Linked DNA regions of Zea mays: region 2 is linked to region 1. The links are chromatin contacts, called in public Hi-C maps. All regions are on one chromosome and are shown on one strand. Each heading gives the region's core, a stretch centred on a gene start, on an enhancer-like site or on the middle of the called end of the contact. The rest is flanking DNA. Distances are from core to core; before and after follow the strand shown.

Region 1 (3,833 bases), core at 767-3,266:
TCTAAATTTGCCCCTGCATCTGACCGTGGAATCAACGACGAAGGGTGAGTCGTCCATGTAGTGACGTGTGGTATAAGGACGTGCGCATGCAATTGCCAGTGGACTGAAACTGGAAGTGAGGCCTATCTCTGCCCTGTTGAGGATTAAACTAGGACGTGAGTGTGTGAGTGTGATAATGGGCTAGAACTGAGGTGTTGTTTGGTTCACAACAGTAATGTAAATGGCAACCGTAGTAATTTACATCGGTAATAAATTTGAATAGACCGGTATTCATTTTTAGTGTGGTATCTAATTACAGTTGACAAGCAACAACATCCACATTAATTCCCTATACGAGAGTGGACATTGAGAAGTGAAGATAATTAAAATCATTCCGATTTAGCTCAAAGAACCAAACGTTTTACTGACAACTCCAACTCGACCTCACAACTAAGTGACCAAGAGCATACGTACGTTTGCACTCTCTCCATGCCTCCTCCACTTGAGATAAAGTGCCTTTGGCCTTTTGGTGTTACTGAAAACACACACTTGCCATCTTAGTACTTGTCTTGCCTAGATTGACAGTGGGTCATTTATTAGGTCATCGATCCATGTCGTCAACAATTTGTTCACGGGTAAACACATGAAAAATTTGTTCATATATAAACACACGGCAAATTTGTTCATAGATAGTACAAGCGCAGGGCAACAAACATCATCAGGTCGGTCAATTGAGCACTGCGCAGTTACGTCGGATGTTCCCTTGGGCACCCGTCTTGACCCCGATCCGGCCCATCTTCGTGATCCCCTCCACAAAGGCCCGTTCAAAGGCCACTTTACTCCGGGCCAACGCGTCGACGGTGGGCCTAGACCTGGGGTCCGTGTACAGCACCTAGGGCTGACAATGGGCTATAAATTTTGCACTATAAGATTTAAGGATCGAAGCGGGTTAGGATCGGGCTCTATTTATAGTCATTTTTGAACTATAATTTATTTAGGGCTTTGACATTTTGTGAAGAACTATTTGGATCACGATCCATTACCACCCCTAACAGCACCTGGTCCGACGCCAGGAGGCCCATCCCGCTCTGCAGGTTCCGGAAGTACTGGTTGTCGAACACCCTGGGCGTGACCACGTCCATGGTCACCGCCACCCGCGGGTCCACGCCGTCGGGGCACCACGCCGCCAGCTTCTCCGCCAGGCTCCGGTTCAGCGTCGGGTCCGCCGCGCGGACCCGCCCGGAGAAGGTTCCGCAGTGCGCGAACCCCACCGTGTGCCCCGCCGATAGCGCCACCATGTCGGCCTGCGAGAGCCCGTTGCGCGCGAACAGCGCGGTGAGCTGGTCCAGGCCAAACGACGGCGGCGCCAGCTTCCCGTTCACGCTGGTCGCCGTGGAGGACAGCCCGTCCAGGCGGCCCAGCTCCACCGCGTACGCGGGCCCGCCGGCCAGCGCGATGGCGTCCCGGGTGGCCATGGCCAGGATGTCGGCGCAGGACACCCTGTTCCGGCACCGCGGCACGGCGTCCACGGCGGCCTTGGCCCGGATCACGGTGTCGAAGCCATCGCCCGCCAGGGACAGGTTGATGGGGTGGTCCTTCTCCGCGGTGGCGTTTGGCGTGGACGCCACCACCACGGAGGCGTCGCAGCCCTCCACGAAGCAGTCGTGGAAGAAGAGGTGCACCGTCGCGCCCACCGTGATGAACGTCTCCCGGTACTTCTTCGCCACCGCGTCGCGCACGATGGACTCCACGTTCGGGCACACGCTCGCGTAGTAGTTGCGACGGAGCTGCTGCGCCGAGCAGACGCTGCCAGCCGCGGCCAGCGCCAGCAGGAGCGCCGCCGCTGAAAGCCTCATCAGGTCCTGCTTGTCGGAGGCGGCCATTATTGTCTGGAGCGCCACCACCGAAATCTCATATGCTATATATGTGCTGTGCAGCTGGTGTGACGCAAGTGGTGAAGTGATGACGACGATATATGCCACCGGCGGCCGATCCGTCACCACATAATCTTTGAGGTGGATGTAGTTTTCGAGACGACGACGACGGATCGGAGAGGTGACAAAAGAGCACTAGCTGAACTTGTTTGCACTCCATGCATGCCTCCACTGGCAAAAGTGCGCGCCTTTGGTGCGCGTGGAACCCTAGAGATCGCATCCTCATCCTCAGATTATAAATTACACAGCTGCATGCTTTGTCAGCGTAGAGAAGTCGTTCGATCGAGTAGTGGATTTAGACGACGGATTAGCTCGTTCTGTGGTTTTGCCCACTGCACTCTTGCAAGTAGCACTAATGGACACTCCACCTGTTGCATTGCTTTGACCTCTTGTTATCTGAATAGGAATCTGCTATCTACATTCTGAGATGTCCTCAAAGGAGGACATGTACCGAGGCCACTACACCCTCGACATACACCTCCAGAGACCAAAGCCGCCGCCATGGACGTGAGGAAGAAACGGTCGGGGACGAAGGCAATAGCAATGGAGCGCGTCGTCAGCTTTTCACACGCACTGCCGAGAAATTCAATCCTGCCAAGCGCCACTTAGCTTCCTGTGTCCACCCCAACGAAGCACGAAGCAAGCATGGAGAAGACCTGTACCACCGCACAAGGTGTCCTACCACTGAATCTGCCTATGATCACGAGCCAATCCAACAAGGTGTGCTGAATTTTGGAACTGCACAGCCTCTGCCACTGAATCTCCTCGCCGACGAAGCATACTGGTACTTGTTCAGAGCGCTGGCATTCGGAATCGCTGGTACGGAAGGGCAGGTACCACCGCACAAGAAAACGTCATAATCTTAGGGCCCGTCTGGTTCCTTAACTCCAAGGGCTAAATTTTAGTTAGTAGACTAAAGTTTAGTCATTACCATGTTTGAATCTATTGACTAAAAGTATTTAAAACATATTAAATAAATCATAAGAGGTCCAAAATACTCCTTAGCATTCTCCTGCTATTAGTGCAACTTAAATAAAATAAAGGCAAAAAGTGGAATTTATATGTTTAGTCCCTTTTAGTCACCTATTGAGGGACTAGATACCCCTATTTTAGTCCCACCGTTTGACAATTTGGAGACTAAATGAGACTAACATTGAGGTAGTAATCTTTAGTTCCCAAACCAAACAGGTCCTTCAAAACCACATAGTAAGATTGCACAGGCAGAATAATCCGGCGCTTTTCATGAAGCTCGACATCCAGAAGGCTTTTGACATGATTAATTGGGGATATCTTCTAGAATTTCTCCGAACCATAGGATTTGGGATCCGATGGCGTGAGTGGATCTCCATTCTTTTTGGTCCGACCATGTCGAGAGCCCTCCTCAACGGGTGACAATGACAAACCATCCAACACAGGAGAGGTGTAAGGCAGGGGACCCCCTCTTCCCTATGATGTTCATCCTCGCCATTGACCCATTACAACATATCCTAGACCTCGCAACCAAAGATGGGATCCTCTCCCCCTACCGTTAGCTACAGCAAAACTGGGAACTTCGCTCTATGCCGATGACGCTGCTATCTTTATCAACCCCTCCACAGAAGACATCATGGTGGTCAAAAACATTTTGCACGCCTTTGGCTGTGTTTCTGGCTTGATCACCATCCAACCTTTATAAGAGCTTCATCCACCTGATACATTGTGAAAGCATCGACCTAGACCATGTGCTCGAGCTGTTCCAAGGGGCCCGAGGGACCTTCCCCTGTCGTTACCTAGGACTTCAGCTCCACAACTGTCCACTCCAAAAAAATCATGTCCAACCTTTGATTAACAAAATCGAAAACCTCTTGGCGGGATGGAAAAGAAATCTACTGAATCGTGCATGCAGACTTATGCTCGTGTCTTCGATCTATTCTGTCCTCC
Region 2 (3,833 bases), core at 910-3,409, 380 kb after region 1:
TTATCTGAATGTTTCCTTAGCACTGTGACTACTATATTCATATTTCGAGTCATAACTCTTATTCTGGTGACAAATTGTAGGGCATTCCAGCTGCGCAAGAACGTGCTTGGAAAAATTAAGTCTGCAGGTAATCAGAATCGTTGTTCTTCCATCCGTCATCTGTGGATGTCCCCTTGATCTGAAACGTGAATTTGTGATACCCAAAGTTCTCATTATCTGTTGTTTGAAATGTAGTTTTTCTTAACCAATTAGTGCAATAGCCACAATGAATGATATACTTTAGATCGTAATATCTTATAAAAAAGAAGGGTAGGAATGGTCACTTGGTCAGTGGTGAGAGCTCTTGCTGAGTCGTTAGGGGCCTGATTGGTTTCCTTCTCCAACCAACCTGGCTCGCATTAGGCAACCAGGCTGGCTGGAGTCAGGATCCAAGCATGCAAGAGGGACTTGTTTGGTTGTTGTTTCCAGGGAATCTGGCCAAATGGAGATGGTGATTGGTTGCTAGTTTGTATATGTAAATTCAAAACAGATGCATCAATGGGTTTGTTTGGACGCCTGCATATATTCTGGTGTGGGCACCCCTGCACAGCAGTGGTGAGCTCACCACTACTATCCCAATGTCAAGAATACAATCAAAAGTAAAAAAACTAGTACATCATTGGCAATGGACATAAGCTCAGATTGTGTACAGCTCAGATTAGTAAAGATGCATCAGAACAACAAGAACATTGGCTAAAGGTCATCAGCTCTGATTAATAAAGTTGCATCAGAACAGCAAAAACCCAGTACAACATATCAGCCACATCCAGTCACAATGGAGAGCCTAGATAGAATAGGTTATGCAACAGTCTCTATGTAATTAACGCAGGATCAGATCAAGTGCATAATAGAATGCAAAGACCAGATCAACTGCACAAAAGAATGCAAGGTCAGATTCACTGCACAAAATATGTCGACACTAGGATCCTGCACAAAATGGGGCACTAGTGCTAAGTAGGGGTTCCTGCTGCACAAAATAAGCCACCAATTGCTGCCTGGACAAAAGTTTGATCAACCAGCACTAAAGCATTCAGAACTAGTTGTAGTAGTGCATGGCCAAGAAAGTCCTCAGCCATAACACACGGTGAGAATCAGACATCTGCACATATGCTGACCCAAGAGCCTTGTTGTCTGCTAGATGAGAGTAGGCAACAATCAAGGCTTCATCTGTGAAACCAGACACAAACATGACAGCAGCATAGAGGTCAGGATGGACATCTTCAACCTTGGTCTCCCTAATAGCTTCAGCTACATTGTTGATTGCAGCAGTCATGCCACTAAGCACAGTAGTATCCTCCTCAGTTAGCATTGTCCTCTTTCTCTTCTTGCCCACCCCAGAACCACTACGACCAGCATTAGCACCAGGATCCTGGTGGTTGCCACTACCCCCAGCTTTGCCACCAACATCCTGATGCTTGTCTTCATCCCCAAACCCTTTAGGAGACTCATCATACTTAAGAGAGCTCTCAGACCAGTCAGATGGAGATCCCAAAGGCTGATTAGAACCCATAGCAAACTTTCCTGTGGCTAGTCCATTGCCAAATGTAATCTGCATCTGCTGGTAGTTTTCTATTGGCTTATTCAAGAGTTCAGCATCCTTAGGGTGAGCCTAAAATGAAATGCATGTGAACTAATTAGAAACTATCCAATCTGAAAATGTTAAATTGTTATGCAACATGCCTACCACACCTTAACATAGCCATTATAGTGCTCTTCCTCTAGACTGATCATGGAGTTATCCTCATCCCACAAAGCGCCACTCATTTCTCTAAGCTTGGTCACTCTCAGCCACCTATTCCTCCACTTACGCAAGTGGTTATAGACTTGAGTCCTAGTCACATTATTTCCCGTGAACTCCTGAAGGTCCCTAGCGACTTGGTTTAAGTGGACCTCCTTGAAACCCTTATCTGTTCTGACCCCGGTTGAGATAAGTTGGCAGAAGCGGCGAAGAACAAATGAGGACATGACATTGGTCCACCTCATAGATTGCCTTGCTTGCTGGGCAGCGGTAATGACAGCTGCAGGAGCACCTACAGGCTGGCTACCAGCTTGCGCATCAGCTCGTGTTATAGCATTAGAAATGCTCTCATATAGTTCCATAATTTCTTGTTTTTCCTCCATGCCCTAATGTCAATGGTTGAACCCAACATGAAAAAAAAATTCAAGATGGTGAAGCTAGTAAAAAAAAATCATCATAGCATTATGTCCATTGCCTCAGCTAGTAAAAAAAATCATCATAGCATTATGCCCATTGCTTCAGTTAATGGAAGAAAATTCATCACATCAATATGCTCATTGCCTCAGCCAATAAAAAAAGATTGACCACAACAGTTTACTCGTTGCCTTAGGTAATAAAAAAGATTCATCACAGCAGTGTGCCCATGATAGTATCACAACTCAAGAAATAACATAAAACCTATTACATGATTCTAGGAGTGGCCCCTATTTGCCCTCATAAGATTAGCCAATTCATCCCTAAGTGATACACAAGCAGAGTTGTCATCCATTTTAACACCATGGCCATGGGATGCAATATTATTAGGCCATCTCCAGCAAGCCGTGTAAACGGCCGTGCAAAGTACTGTTTTGCACTGTAGATTGCACTGTTTGCAGAGTGGAGTTTGAAATAGGGATAGATTCTGCTAGAGATAGTCTTAGGGGGTGTTTGGTTTGAGTAATCACTCCATCCAAAATGTGGTGGTGCATCATGGGTCCATTCCTCAAATTTGGTGGGATGACCTCATTCCTCATATTAGTACTAACTAACTATAAGGAATGAGGTGATGATGGATCAACTCATTCCATTCCATAAACCAAACAAAAAAAAAGTGAAGAGTGAGAAGATGATGGACTAGCTCATTCCTCAAACCAAACAGCCTATTAGACTCCGAAGTAGTCTAGAGGAACAACCTCATCTACACCATGTGCAAGTATCCAATTATGTAAAATGCAACAAGCAAGCACCAATTTGACTTGTCCCGAAGGGATGAAAAGGTTTGTTGTCAAGTATCCTAGGTTGCTGTTTCTATGCAACCTCGACTTTTACAATGGAAAATCTTTCCTCCGTTTTGTATCTTTTTTAGACCCAACGGGTCTGCTTTTCTTTATTTTAAAAAAAAGAGAATAGTCCTATTTTGGCTTTTAGCTTACGGTCTTTATGTTTTCCTTTTCTGATCTTGATAGGATGCTGATCAATGAATGGCTTGCGTTTCCAGCTCTAACGCTTTGCTCGCACTTTACCCTCCATTTTTCAGGTCGCAATAATAAAGCGCTAGTCAAAGACTGGGGAAGTGTACAAGCCCTTGTGCTGCCCAATTTCAGTGCCTGCACAGCCTTTCGCCAACGCTGATGAGTGTAACTCCGGATTTAGATTTAGACTGATACGTAGATGGTAGATCCCGTATGTGTACATTGTTGCAACTTAGGTCATGTACTCGTGTATATTTTTCAGCGTGCTGCCGTGCTGGTGTCCGTACCTAGTTGGTAGATGTCGTCACTTGTGTTTTATTTTCGACTGTGGCATGATTTGTTATGTTCGGCACTACGTGTGACGCTCTGGTTCTTCGTGTGCTGTGTTGATAGGGGTTAGGAGGAACTCATGTTGACTCGCTGGCCATTTCTCAGAGTAAGCGGACATTTGACTCGCGAAGGACTAGTTTGGCAGTCAGATTTCCGGAGGGGAACTCGGCCTTTTTCGGGGGAGCGAAGCCCGCGTGGAAATAGTGCCCAGGGAAATTTTCCGGCCTATTTGGAAGCCAATCTGTCGGGCTAGTTCTCCCTCGACCCGACCAAAA

What was found. Hi-C and Micro-C count contacts between places; a contact is called where the count stands out from the background.
Region 2: a contact with region 1 is called in a Hi-C map of ear, with 2.8 times the contacts expected there. The contact joins the promoter of LOC103647240 here to the promoter of LOC103647239 in region 1. A contact is called at or near these places in 5 of 25 Hi-C or Micro-C datasets (ear, leaf, tassel and 1 more).

What each region holds. Positions count from the first base shown.
Region 1 is chr2:167,021,024-167,024,856 of Zm-B73-REFERENCE-NAM-5.0, forward strand. It overlaps LOC103647239 (peroxidase 50), which reads right to left and starts at 2,017. Exons shown (of 2, transcript XM_008671800.2): 1 at 1,038-2,017; 2 at 616-871. The coding sequence starts at 1,862. The coding sequence ends at 707.
Region 2 is chr2:167,401,667-167,405,499 of Zm-B73-REFERENCE-NAM-5.0, forward strand. LOC103647240 reads right to left here and starts at 2,160. Exons shown (of 2, transcript XM_008671801.3): 1 at 1,729-2,160; 2 at 1,076-1,648. The coding sequence starts at 2,160. The coding sequence ends at 1,076. LOC100383162 (RNA binding) reads left to right here. Exons shown (of 18, transcript NM_001175827.1): 17 at 81-127; 18 at 3,294-3,582. The coding sequence ends at 119.